Linked DNA regions of Anser cygnoides: region 1 is linked to region 2. Evidence: chromatin contacts called from public Hi-C data. All regions are on one chromosome and are shown on one strand. The core of a region is the stretch at or near the end of the contact, and the rest is flanking DNA. Distances in the headings are between cores, read along the strand shown.

Region 1 (6,598 bases), core at 2,048-4,547, 130 kb before region 2:
CCCCAGCAGAGCAGTGCGGGGAACCCCAGCCTGGTCTGGCTGGCTGGGGGCTTCAGGGTAGGGGCGAGGACGTGCTGGACAAACAGGCAGAAGCAACCCCAGAAATAAGGCAGACACTTCACAGTGCTTCGTTTTGCTGTTTTCTAAGGGAAACATTTGATTCTGTCACTTCCAAGTATCTCCCCCTGGCCACGGCTCCCCATCAGAGGGCACAGCCTCGACGGGCTTTCCCCAAAGCGGGGGGACCTGCCTCCTCCTGGAAATGCTGTCCCACAGCAATGCGGTCACTCCTGGAGGGAAAACCCAGCTCCTTTGGGGACACTCGGAGTTTCTGTGGTAAGAAGGAGTTAGAAAAGAGGGGCCATGGCGGGGTGAGAGCCTGCCTGTGAGGGACTGGGAAGGGAGGGGGAAGCGCTACGTGTTCCCCTCCCGAGGCTCTCTGCAGGGCCAGCTTGGGGACCCCACGCAGGCAGCAGCGCCTGCAGTGCCCCGCTGCAGCACACGGGGGCTGGCACACCCACGGGTGGGCGGGAGTGGGCTTCAGCCCCGAAATGAGCCCATGCTCTCCTGGGGCCTCCGCACAGCCCAGGGAAACAAGACGGGGTCCTGGCTGCACCCGGAGCGTAAGGGCTGAGCATCTTCTGACCCACCCCGAGGGCGCTGGCACTGGTTTTGGCACCTGCCTGGAACTGCGTGGCAGAGCTGCACCTCCACAGTTTAAACACAAGTTCGGGCAGGGCTTTCCCCATCACATCCTCCCAGATGGAAATAAATCCTCCTAGAACGCGCGGGTTAGCTCACAGGGATTTGGGGTGCCTTCCTCACCTCCCACGGGGCTCTCCATCCCCAGGGCTGCGACCCCGGGACGCGGGGCTCTGCGCCATTCCCGGGGGGCCATGCAGCATCCGCACCGGGGTGGGGACGCTCTGCAGCGCTGCGGCTGGCGGAGGAGGCGGGATGCCCGACCACCTAGGGTGCTCGGAGATGTGTGCTCCAAAAAACAGGGGTCCAGGCCCTCTTCCTCCCCCCTGCGCCAAGGCCTGGGCAGCATTGGCCCCAGCTGTGGGTGCGGCGAGGAGTTTGCTCGGCGGGCACTTGGAGATGCAGAGCGGGGGGCTCGACGTGCCTTCGTTGCCCACCCGAAAAGCAGCAGCACAGCATCCCTGCCACCACCCGTCGCAGGGCCCACGCGTGCTTCCCCCTGCAGCGGCGTGGGGACAGCGCTTTGGGGCTTGTTTGGAGCTGCCCTCGCCGAGCCAAGCAGCGTGCCGGGATGGGATCCGGGGCCAGCAAACTCCGAGCGAGCGGGAGGTGGCACGGCCCCGGCGGGGACACGGCGGGGCCGGGGGTCGGGGACACCTTCCCGGAGCGGTGCTGCCCGGGGAGGGCATCCTCGTCCCGGCGGAAAGCAGGGGGCTGCCCCCGCACCTTGCCCACGGGGGACCCGCCACCCCCAGACCCGGCACCCCCGGGGGAGCAAAGTCCCGGGGAAGGGGGGAATTCCTACCTGCCCCCCGGACGGACGCACGGACGGACGGACGGACGGACGGAGCGACGGCCGGGCGGGCTCTGGAGAGGCGGGGAGGGCTGGGGGCTGCAGGAGGGGCCGGGAAGGGAGGAGAGGGGCAGGGGAGCGGGGGGGGGGAGGCTGGGGAAGGGGCCGGGGGGGGGGCGGCCGGGCGCGGCGGGGCTGGCTCCGAGCGCGGCGGCAGCGGGAGCTGGGTGCGCCCTGCCCGGCCCCGCAGGCCCTGCCCACCCCGGCGAGCTGAGCCCCCCCGTCCTGCCGCTCTGCCTGCCCGCTGCATGCCCGGCCCTCCCCTCCCTGCCTCCCGGGGACCGCCACCGGCAGCCCGGCAGGGCGGCGGGGGACGCCGGCCCTTCGCTCCCAGGGGGTGCTGACCCGTGCTGATGGAGCCGGGGGTGCCCCCGCTCCCCTGGGAGCTGGCGGTGGTGGGGCGATGCTGCTGAGAGCCGGCCGCTGGGCTGAGTGGGTGGGGGGCACGGGCGGTGCTGCAGGGGGTCCCACCAGCGTCCCCAGGGTGCTGCTGTGTCCCCGGCTGGTGCAGGGGGCACGCACCCGGGGGCTCCTGATCCCAGGTCCTGCAGCACGGAAGAATCATGGAACGGCTCGGGTCGGAAGGGGCCTTAAAGGTCATCTAACTCCAACCCCCTGCCACGGGCAGGGGTGCCACCCAAGGGAGGGACCTGGCCCTTACAGATAACCAACAGCCCCAACAGGCCTCTCTCATCTCTTTCAAAGGGATGAGGTAAAACAAGAACTCCCCGGGGAAGCCTCTGTGCAAACCTCAGTTTCTCCCGGGCTGCTGTTCAAGCCATCACGCAGCACCGTGGCAAAGCCAGAGCCCTGGCTGCAGGAAGGGCAGGGGACGGGGGCTGCCCGGCAGGGGATGCACCCACCCGGCACGTCCCACACCCAAACAACACATCCCGGCTCTGTCTGCTTGGCTGAGAAAAGGAGGGGAAAAAAGCTAGGCAACTAAATTTAGCAGGGGTTACTGGGACATCCCCACGGGAGGCCCCTGGGTGCAAGGGGGTCTGCCCCCCCAGGCTGGGTGCTGCAGGGCAGGGGGGCTGCAGCAATGCCCAGCCTGGGCCCCCAGTTCCGTGCTGCCAGGCGGGTGCAGGGGTATAAATATTTCAGCGGAGTAGCCGAGGCCTGTCAGGTCGCATTTGCTTCTGGCAGAGTAACTGCGAGGGAAGGGGGCGGGAGGATGCTCTCCGGCTCGCTCCTGCGTCACGTCCCGGGAGAGGGGGCACAGGGGGGCACCAGCCCCGGGTCCTGCTCCTGGGGGGGGTCTCCACCTCCTCCTCGTTCGCCTCTAAGCGTGCTCTTTCCTCCGGGCCCGGTGCAGGGCCATGGTTCGGTTCCTGCTGTGCTGACACCCGGGTCTCACCCCCCTGATGCCCCTGGGGGCTGCTGGGGGCAGCAGCGCGGGCAGGGCTGTCCCGCAGGCTGGCAACGCGGGGGGCAACGCTTGGGAAATGCCCGTTTCTGGCTTCCTCCGGGTGACGCTGCCAGGGATGGGGCTTCGCACATAGCCCCGTTTATAGGGTTACCGGTGTGCCACGCGCAGCCCGGAGGCCGCGGCGGGTGGGCGGCACGGCCCGGGGGCAGCGGTCGGTGGGGAGGGGACAGGGCAGCCCTGCCCTCCCGCTTCCTCCTCCTCTTCCTCTCGTCTCCTCCTCCCCTTCCTCCTGCCTTCTGCACTCTGGGGCTTGTAGTCCGCTCGCCGCCGCGCACATGGGGCGCGACTACATTTCCCGAGGGACCCCCAAATCCTCCTCCTCCTCCTCCTCCTCCTCCTCCTCCTCCTCTCTCCTGTCGCGCTCCGGCGGCAGCGGGCCGGCCCCGCCGCCCCCATGCCCGCCGCCCCGCAGGTACGGCCGGGCACCCCCATCGTCCTCTTCTCCCTCGCGCACCCCAAATCCCCCCCGTCACCCGAAGGAGCCCCCCCTGCCCCGACGGAGCGCCCCAGAGGGGTTCCCTCGGCGGGGGCTTTGGGGGGAGCTTTCCCCTCTCCCCTTGCGCAGGTTCCCCCGGACCGTGCCCCCCGTACCCCCCGTGTCCCCCGGCCAAGGTCACCGGGCGATGGCTCCTGCCGGCCCTGCACCTGCGGGCAGAGCCGCTTGGCTCGGGGGGGGGGGGGGGCTGCTGGGGGTCCCCCGAGCCGGGAGCATCCCGCGGGGCCCCCTGGTGCGTGGCGCTGGGGGGATGGAGCCGGGGCTGGGGGCTGCGCGGAGCGGTGTCCGTGCGCCCTGCCGTCCCCGCGGGGACGGTGGCACGGGTGCGGGCAGTCAGCGCAAGGGGACCAGCATCCTCCCGGACGGAGCTCAGCCCCTGCAAGGCGCACGGCCAGCACCTGCTCCCTGCGGGAAGCGGCCCCCTGGGGTGGGCAGCGGGTGCTGGAGGCGGTGGCCGGCCACATCGGCAGCCCAGCGCCGTGACGAGCGCGAGCCGGGGCAGAGTCCAGGCTGCCCGGGCGCTGGGGACGCGGGGCGGGCGCTGCGGGGGGTTTTGCCACTCGCCCCTTGCCCTCCGCGTCTCCGTCCCGCCGTGCGCGGCGTGGCGCGGGCGCTGGCGGGCTGTGGGTGTTGGAGCGCCGCGCTGCGAGCCCCAGCCCCGCTCCCTGGGCTCCGGGTACCGGGTGGGCCTCAGGAAACACGCTGATCCCTCGAGGAACGTCAGGCGTGCCGGAGCAAGCGAGGGCTTGCCGTGCCGCCGGCTTAGTTTTCCTAATTCTGCGTCTGCTTGAGATTAACGGCGTACCCCGGGCTGCGCGTGTGCCTGTGTAAGAGGTAGGTAGGGGCTGTTTGCACAGCTGTGGGGTCTGGGCACGGTGCTGAGTCACCAGCGCCGAAAACCCACAGGAACGCGGCCGACGGGCGAGTCCTGGTGCCGACGTCGGGACCTCTCCAGCGGGGCAAGCCCCGGCCTCGCCGTGCAGGGCGGCACGGGCTGGGACGGGCTGCGGACCCGCGGGTATTTGGGGCCAGGGTGTTTGAGCAACTGCGATCGGTCGTTCCACAATTCATGGGTCATCGGGTTCGTAGACCTTGGTCCGGTGGCATGTGGGTTTTTATCGCTCGACGAGTGCTGCCGGTGAGGCGTGGGAGAGAGGGAGAGGTGCTGCGAGGGCACCGGGGCGTGGGGCTGGCTCCGGCCGAGCACGGCGTCTGCTGCGGGGGCGAGGAGGGGAAAGGAACCTCACCCCCAGCCCGGGTAGCTGCAGGCCCCTCTTCTTTTTCGGTTTTGCACATCCCCTCCCTTGTTTGGGTTTGAAAGGCCGGAAGGAAGGGGAACCACGGGTGTTCGTGGTGAAGATGAATAAGTAGCAAAATCCCGCCTCTAGGAAGACAAAAGCAGGCAGGGAAAGGGCATTTTGGGGTCAGGGATGTTACAGGAGGGGAGTTGGGGAGCTGTGGGGCCGCATGGGATGGAACGAGTGGGCTCTTTGGGGACAGCATGGCTGGGAAAGCAGCTCCTGGACGTGCTTTCCAAAAGCTCGGACGCTCATCCAGGGCCCTGCCTCCCCCAGCCCCATCCCGTGACTGCTAATCGGGCCTCCTGCTTTCCCACTGCCAGATTCAGGGATTTGAGCATTTAATCCTCCATCAGACTGTGAACCTCGTGACAGCCCCAGGGCATTTCTCGCTTCTCCCTGGCCGCTGCCGATGGATGGCCTGAGCATGGCGAGCATCGCCCCTGGCATGCCTGCAGGCACCGCGTGCGGCAGGGGAAGCCGCCTGCCTCCGGTGCCTCTAAAGCCCCAGCTAACATACAGCACGGGCAGCCGCGTGCTGGGCACATGTTAACTCAGTTATTTTGTGCTCGGCTGGGGCTGGCACTGCCCATTCTGTGCCTCTGAGCCTGGTGCTCGGCCGTCTTGCCCTCCCCAGCCCCTGGGAAAACGTGCTGAGCAGCTCGGCCCGAAGGGGAGCTTTGCTCTGGGGAGGGCGCAAAACTCCCCTGGCTTTAAAACAGGAGAGAAGGGAGGTGGCGTGGGTGGGGGAGGATGGGCAGCCCCACTGCAGAGCAGCGCGACGCGTGCATCCGTCAGATCTTTATGTGTGCTTTGAAAACACCGCCCGAACTGGAGGGCCTCCTTCTGCAAAAATAAAGGGTTTTTTTGATCTCTGCGGGCTCCCGATGTTGCAAGAACATCTCCCGGGGCGAGAAGGTAGTGGTATTTATTTGCGTTACTATTACGGAGGAGTTTGATCCTGTGCCAAACGCTGCTCTCTCCCCAGAAGCTGCAGCAGCGTGTCCTTCGATGTGCCGAGGAGTGCCTGCGGCCGGAGAGGAGCAGCCTGGCGCGGCAGCGCCCGCGTAGATGACAGTGCCGGGGCGAGAGCTGCCGTCCCACCGCAGCGCTGCCCAGGCCACCGCCGCCATGCCCAAGCAGGATGACGGCAAGAAGCTGCCCTCGGAGACGGCGCCGGACCAGCGCTGGAAGCTGCAGGTCTTCTACCTGTGCTTCTACGGGTTCATGACGCAGATCCGGCCCGGGGAGAGCTTCATCACCCCCTACCTGCTGGGGCCCAACAAGAACTTCACACAGGAGGAGGTGAGTTGTGCTTCTCCCCCCAGCGCACCCCGTTTTGGCCATGGGCACCCAGGGGCCAGCCAGAGCATCCCCCCACCTGAGTGGGGTGCCGAGGACATCCCACGGCAGCCCTCAGCCCCGTGATCGAGCCGTGCTGGTGGAGAGCAGGGTGGCTGAATGCCCAGTGGTACAGGGTTGGGTAGCTGCTCTCCCCCCTGCACGCCTGGAAGGTGCTTTTGGGGTGCAAGGAGCTTGGCAGGGCAGGAGCCAGGGCACTGCTGGGCTGGTTGTCCCCCCACCGTGCCAGCTGGGGGTGGGGGGGACCCCAAGATGCATGGCCAGGGAGGGGGCAGCGTCGGGGCCTCTGGCAGCGAGGGGGTTAGGCGAGGATCCCCCCTGCCAAGCGGTGCTGGCCCCACTCCCAGCCGCCGTGGGAACGCCGTGTTCCTGGCGCAGCAGGGGGCCGGGGCTCAGCCCGGCCCCTGGCCGAGTGCACAGGGGCCAAATTCCTCCCGAGGAGGGGTCCCAGCCCC
Region 2 (6,273 bases), core at 90-2,589:
TGGCAGGGACACGGCATGGGCCTGTGGGGCTGGGACAGAGGTAGGGAGTCAAGAAGAGGCTGGGTGGGGAGCTGGAGTGGGAGCCAGTGATGAAGACTAAACAGTGATGGGGTGATGGGGTGCAGAAACCCAGACAAAGCGAGGGGATGAGGGGATGGACCCGAGCCATGAGCCTAGCAGGGCTGGACAATAGAGGATGCCTGGTGCAGGGCACAGCAGTCCCTCTTGCTCCCACCCCCACCCCCCCAATTTCTTTGATCCTTCTTATTTCTGCCACATTTGTTTCATCGAGATCTTTCCAAGATCTCAAAGCTCAGCCAAGAGCCGAGTGTTTGAAAACCAGTCTTCCATTTACTCAGAGCTTTCTGTGCAGTTTTATCTTTACCAACTCTGAAGGTCCGAATGGCTGGGCTGCCTGATCTTTTTATTTGCAAAGCTTCTCAAAGTGAAGCTGAAGTGAAGCTTCTCCACTTCTCGAAGTGGAGCAGTTTATCAGGTGTTCCTGTTCACAAACACGGGACACAAAACAAACCCAACCCAGATGATGCCCAGTACATCGCAGCGATAGGGAGACAAGCCAAGGTGGCTGTTAGAGGGAAAGCTGCTTTCCTTCAGCATTACCCTGCCCCATCTTGTGGCAAGGATCAGCAAAACCTCCAAGAGCAGCAGTGGCATTCTGCCTGCTCTGTGGGCACCAGGGTGGCTTTCCTGGAGCACTGAGCACGGGGTGTCCAGGGCGGGTCTTCTCCTGCCCTGTGTGCCCGCTTTAGGTGTCCTGTCTTCTCTCGCAGCCCCTCTCCCAGCCGTGGACCAAGCCCCACCACCAAGCCACGTCCCTCAGTGCCACATCCACGCCTCCCTTAAACACCTCAGGGACGGGGACGCCACCGCCTCCCTGGGCACCCGCTTCCGATGGAGAAATGAAGAAACCCGTCCTGGCATCCAACCCAAACCTCCCCGCCACAACTTGATGCCGTCCCCTCACTGGGGCCGGTCCTCTTTAATATCTTTATTGAAATGAGGGCGTCGTGCACCCTCAGACGATGACACCAAGCTAGTGCCCTGCTCGAGGGCAGGAGCTCTGAAGCTGGAGGCTGGAGCGATGGGCTGAGGTCAACTGCATGAAGTTCAACAAGCCAAGTGCCCCTGCACCTGGGCTGCAACAACCCCAAGTACAGAGATGAGTGGCTGCTGCAGAAGGACCTTATTGGTGGATAGTCGTGAATATGAGCGAGTGTGCCCAGCATCTGCTTGTATAAGAAGCAGCCAGCAGGTCTATGATCCCCTGTGGCTCTGGTGAGGCCGCACCTCGAGTACTTGGGGGCCCCTCGCTACAGCATGGACGTGCTCGAGCGAGTCGAGAAGGGCGACCAAGCTGGTGAGGGGTCTGCCCGAGGAGCGGCTGAGGGAGCTGCTTGTTCAGCCTCTCAGGGGCGAGCTCTCGTCCTGCTGTAAAGAGGTGGGGGTTGGTCGGTGCCTGGTGACAGCGAGGGGGAATGGGCTAAAGTTGCGGGGGAGGGGGATCTTCTTTACCGAAAGGGTTATTAAGCATTGGAACGGGCTGCAGGGAGGTGGTGGAGTCACTCCCTGCCTTTAGATGTAGAGCTTAGGGATATGGTCTTAGTGTTAGGTCTTCGATGATCTTGAGGTCTCTTCCAACCTAGAGAAATCTGTGAATCTGTGAATCCCGGGGCTGCCCCGGGGGCGGAGAAGCGGAGGCGGCTGTGGGCGCACGTAGTGGCACCTAGGTGGCAGCTCCGTATGCGCATCGCCTTGCGGGTCAGGGCGGTGGGGCGCACGTAGTAGGGCACGTGCACGGGACGTGTAGGGCATGCATGGGGCAGGGGCAGCCGCTGTGCCCGGGGTGCGGGGAGGGGGGGAGGCAGGGCCTGGGGATGGGGCTGAGGAGATGTGGCTGCGGCGTGACCCGGTGACCTTCAGCGCGGCAGGGTGGCCTCGGGGCGCGAGTGGGGAGATCCCGAGTGAAATCAAAAGCTTTGTGTGGTTGCTGTGCCCTGAGGGAGGCTTGTTCGGCTCTCGCTGAGGTCTGCGGGCGGCTCTGTGCTTGGCTGAGCGGAGCTCGGCAGCGTGCCGCAGGCAGCTCCCGCAGGCCAGGTGCGTGTTTCTGTGCACCTTTACCTTCGGGAGCTGTCTCGTGCAGTGCTGCAGCTGTTTCTTCCCTGAGAGGCTGGGAGAAGGTCTAATGCTAATCTCTACCCAACAATGAACAAAAATGCAAACAAAAACCTGCTGTAGGATTTCACTTGTGAATGCAGGGCACGTCAAGTGACTGTGGCCTTCAGTAAGTCAGAGAAGCTTCACCAATTCCTTAGATTCAGACCAGAGTCTTGGCAGAGCTCCCTTGCCTCAAGCTTTAAACACACTGGGATTTGTTTCATGTTTTCTGGCTTATCAGTATTGCATTTTGTGAATAGCTTTTCAGCCTACGTACTGCTTCAGCTGCAACAGCAGCGCTCACTGCACTGTATGAAAATTCCTTGTGTTAGATGTGTGTACTTATCTTCCTGCCTGCGCAGGTCTGAAAAATCTGCTCTTTCAGCATGCCTCATTTGGTTAAGAGTGACATAATCTGTTAATTTTATTGCTGTGTTTTTTTTCAGGCAAGAATTCACATCAGCCCTACACGGAATTTGCAGTATGGTTGGCTGGCTTACATATTGGGAGAAAAAACTTCTAAAAAGCTCAATGAATATAGCAAAATCTTTACAGTGGAGGGCAGCTTACGTTCTGGGAAGGGCAAGCTCGCACAACAACTAGCGGAAAAATTAGGTACATCTTACTTTCTTTGTAATATTTAATATAATGTGATAGTGTAATTGTGATTCCTGTGTGAAGGAATTTAGTTCACCAAAACAGCAATTCTTGACTAGGAAATTATTAGGTAATGCTGCAGTTAATGTGAAGGGTATCTAGATAAAGGCAGAATAAAATGTTGGTGAGTTTTGAGATGAGGACAGGGCGCTTGTTGTATCTGTGGAGTGAATAGGTATTGTTTGTTGTGAATGAGATCTTAGCTCTAATGAGGTCATTTTGCTCATCTGAGCTCCTAGGTCACTGAGCACATTAAGAGGTTTGTAGGTTGTGTTTTCTGTGCGTGCGGACTCAGAGCATCATGTTGAATAGAGGACTGGTAGCAAAAAAAAAAAAGTTCTGCTGAAACTGATAGCTCACCTCTCATCGTGGAGGTGGAGCAATAATAAAACCTAATAACTATGATTTGTCCCCCTTCTCTGAGGTGGCTGGCCATAGGATTTTGAGCTGTTTTCAAGTACAGATTAAAGCAGACATATGTACTTAAATGAACTGACTAGGAGATACTTACTGTAAAGAAACAAAACTTACTTTGGTGTTCTGTTTGGGGTTTCTTTTTTTTGTCAGGAATGAAATACTTCCCAGAAGCAGATATCCATTATCTAAACAGAATCACAGGAGACGGAACATTGCTGGATGAGAAATTTAATGGTTTCTGTAACCTTGAGAGATTTTACAACGATCCAAAATGCCCTGATGGACACTCATACAGACTGCAGTCTTGGCTGTTTGGTAACCGTGTTTTACAGTATGCTGATGCATTGGAACATCTGCTGTCCACAGGTTAGATTTTACAGTAAATAAATTTCATTTTTATATTAACTTGAGTGAAAGCTCTGACCTTGAGATAGCTAAGCTGTTTTGAAGTATTTTGCTAGCGTCGGCATTTTTGAAATGGAGACCCTCTTACTGAGTATGGGTTAACAGTCCATTTAGAAAAATACCTCGTGTATTTTGTGTTAGAACAGCATCTTGTATCATTTCTAGCGAAAGGAATGCGTATCGGTTATCAATTACCAGTTTTATTAATTGTAATTGGGCAATCTCTATTAAAATGGCCATCTTAAGCATACTGAGACAGCTGTGAATTCTACAGCCGTTTTTAAAACTCTCCCTGTACTTTGTTGCTTATGGCATTTTTGTTCAGTCATTTTGATTTCCATAAATACTGTTTTATGGTGGTATTGCTGTAATTCCAGAATGTTTCTGGTGTGAAAAGTTTTCTCATTCAACACTGACTTACCTGTTGCTTGTGCTTTAATAAGTGTTTTCCAAAAAAAAATGTAAATCATAGAATCATAAGGGTTGGAAAAGGCCTCCGAGGTCATCTGGTCCAACCATCCCCTACCACCGTCACCGACTAAACCATGTCCCTAAGCACCACATCCAACCTTTCCTTAAACACCCCAAGGGATGGTGACTCCACCACCTCCCTGGGCAACCCATTCCAGTGCCTGACTGCTCTTTCTGAGAAGAAATGTCTCCTCGTTTCTGACCTGAACCTCCCCTGGTGCAACTTGAGGCCATTCCCTCTGGTTCTATCACTAGTTACCAGTGAGAAGAAAACTTCCTTTCAGGTAGTTCTAGAGAGCAGTAAGGTCTCCCCTGGGCCTCCTCTTCTCCAGACTAAACAACCCCAGTCCCTCACCTCATAGGACTGGTGCTCCAGGCCCTTCACCAGCTTCGTAGCCCTTCTCTGGACATGCTCCAGGGCCTCGATGTCCTTCTTGTAGTGAGGGACCCAAAACTGAACACAGCACTCGAGGTGTGGCCTCACCAGAGCTGAGTACAGGGAACGATCACCTCCCTGGTCCTGCTGGCTGCACTATTCCTGATACAAGCCAGGATGCCATGGGCCTTCTTGGCCACCTGGGCACACTGCCAGCTCATGTTCAGGAGAGCATCAGTCAGCACCCCCAGGTCCTTTACCTCTGCACAGCTTTTGAGCCACTCTGCCCCAAGCCTGTAGCGCTGCATGGGGTTGTTGTGGCCAAAGTGCAGGGCCCAGCACTTAGCCATGTTGAACCTTACCCCGTTGGCCTCTGCCCATCGACCCATCCTGTCCAGGTCCCTCTGCGGGGTCTTCCTACCCTCCAGCAGATCAACAGTTCCCCCCAACTTGGTGTCCTCTGCAAACTTACTGGGGGTGCACTCCATTCCCTCATCCAAATCATCAATATAGTAAAGAGGAGAAAGGGTGTGAATTCTAGAAAGCGTGCCAAACACAAGTGTTACTGGGGTGCTCAAATATAGTAATACTTAGTTACTGTAGTGAAGGCACAGAACAAGAATTTGTGTATTAGGCATTTTTAGAATGCACATGCACTGTGTTTGTGCAAACAGAAAATTCTTGCTTTTTTGTTTTATTTAAAATCTTTTAGTCAAATTTCTGAAGGTTTTCTTATAAGAATATCACTGTCTTTAATTTTGAATATTGTTGCCAAGAGTCTTTCTTGAGCCTTGCATGATTGAAATCTACTTTCAATTGCAGGACAAGGCGTGGTGATGGAGCGTTCTCCCTACAGTGACTTTGTGTTTTTGGATGCCATGTTTAAACAAGGCTATATCCACAAACGATGTAAGTTACTTGCGTGCAAAAAGTAAGTTATTTTGCCATAATCTCATCAAGAAGTGAGGTAGTTAGTATTAAAAAAAATAATAACCTGCTGGAAAGATTGACCTCTTTAAATATTTGTAGTTGTTCGTGAGGTACTTGGCATTTTGGTGTTCCTTGCATTGAAGACCAACCTCAATGCATGCTACTTGCCAGTCTTTCTTCACGGCTTCAGTTCTGCATATATGTTAAAGAAGATATATTCTTTGTATTGCTTACTTGTGTCTTGCCAGCCAGAGACTCCCTGGAAATGTGTGTGAGCATGCTTACGAAGACTAGATGTCCTTCAGGCAGACCTTGATCTTGCAGCAGTAGGTGAGAGGTGAATTAAGGGTTACCAGGATTTGGCCTACTTAAATGACCAGTTCCCTTTTAAATCTCAGAGAATGTAAACTGCCATTCTTGCCTTCAAGAACGGAGAGGAGGAGGATCCAGGAAACTACAGGCCAGTTAGCCTCAGCTTGATCTGTAGAAAGGTGATTGAGCAATTCTTTCCGTAAGCGATTTCCAAACGTATTAAGGATGTAATGGTGACTGAGAATAATTGTTACAGTTTTATGAAAGGGAAGCTGTGTGTAACCACTGGTTTGTTACCTCCTCAAAGAAGGCTAGATTGGTGGACAAGGGGAGAGCAATGGATGCTGTTTATCTTGAGTTGAGCAAGGCTTTCAATGCTGTATCTCATAACCTCCTCGTTGACAAACTGATGATGTATAGACTACGTACGTGGGCAGTTCTGTGGACTGAAAACTGGCTGAAGTGCTGGACTCAAGGCTTAGTGATCAGCAGCAGTGTGAAGTCCGGCTGGGGGCCGGTCAGTAGTGGTA

What was found. A called contact is a pair of places that touch in the nucleus more often than the background predicts.
Region 1: a contact with region 2 is called in a Hi-C map of granulosa cells, with 2.1 times the contacts expected there. The contact joins the promoter of SLC19A1 here to the promoter of NDUFA10 in region 2. A contact is called at or near these places in 2 of 7 Hi-C or Micro-C datasets (granulosa cells and liver).

What each region holds. Positions count from the first base shown.
Region 1 is chr6:13,210,649-13,217,246 of Taihu_goose_T2T_genome, reverse strand. SLC19A1 (solute carrier family 19 member 1) reads left to right here and starts at 3,297. Exons shown (of 6, transcript XM_048055553.2): 1 at 3,297-3,399; 2 at 5,770-6,086. The coding sequence starts at 5,853. PCBP3 (poly(rC) binding protein 3) reads right to left here and starts at 3,152. Exons shown (of 15, transcript XR_010832613.1): 1 at 1,508-3,152.
Region 2 is chr6:13,078,242-13,084,514 of Taihu_goose_T2T_genome, reverse strand. It overlaps NDUFA10 (NADH:ubiquinone oxidoreductase subunit A10), which reads left to right and starts at 1,339. Exons shown (of 10, transcript XM_066999341.1): 1 at 1,339-1,378; 2 at 2,599-2,790; 3 at 3,400-3,615; 4 at 5,324-5,410. The coding sequence starts at 1,339.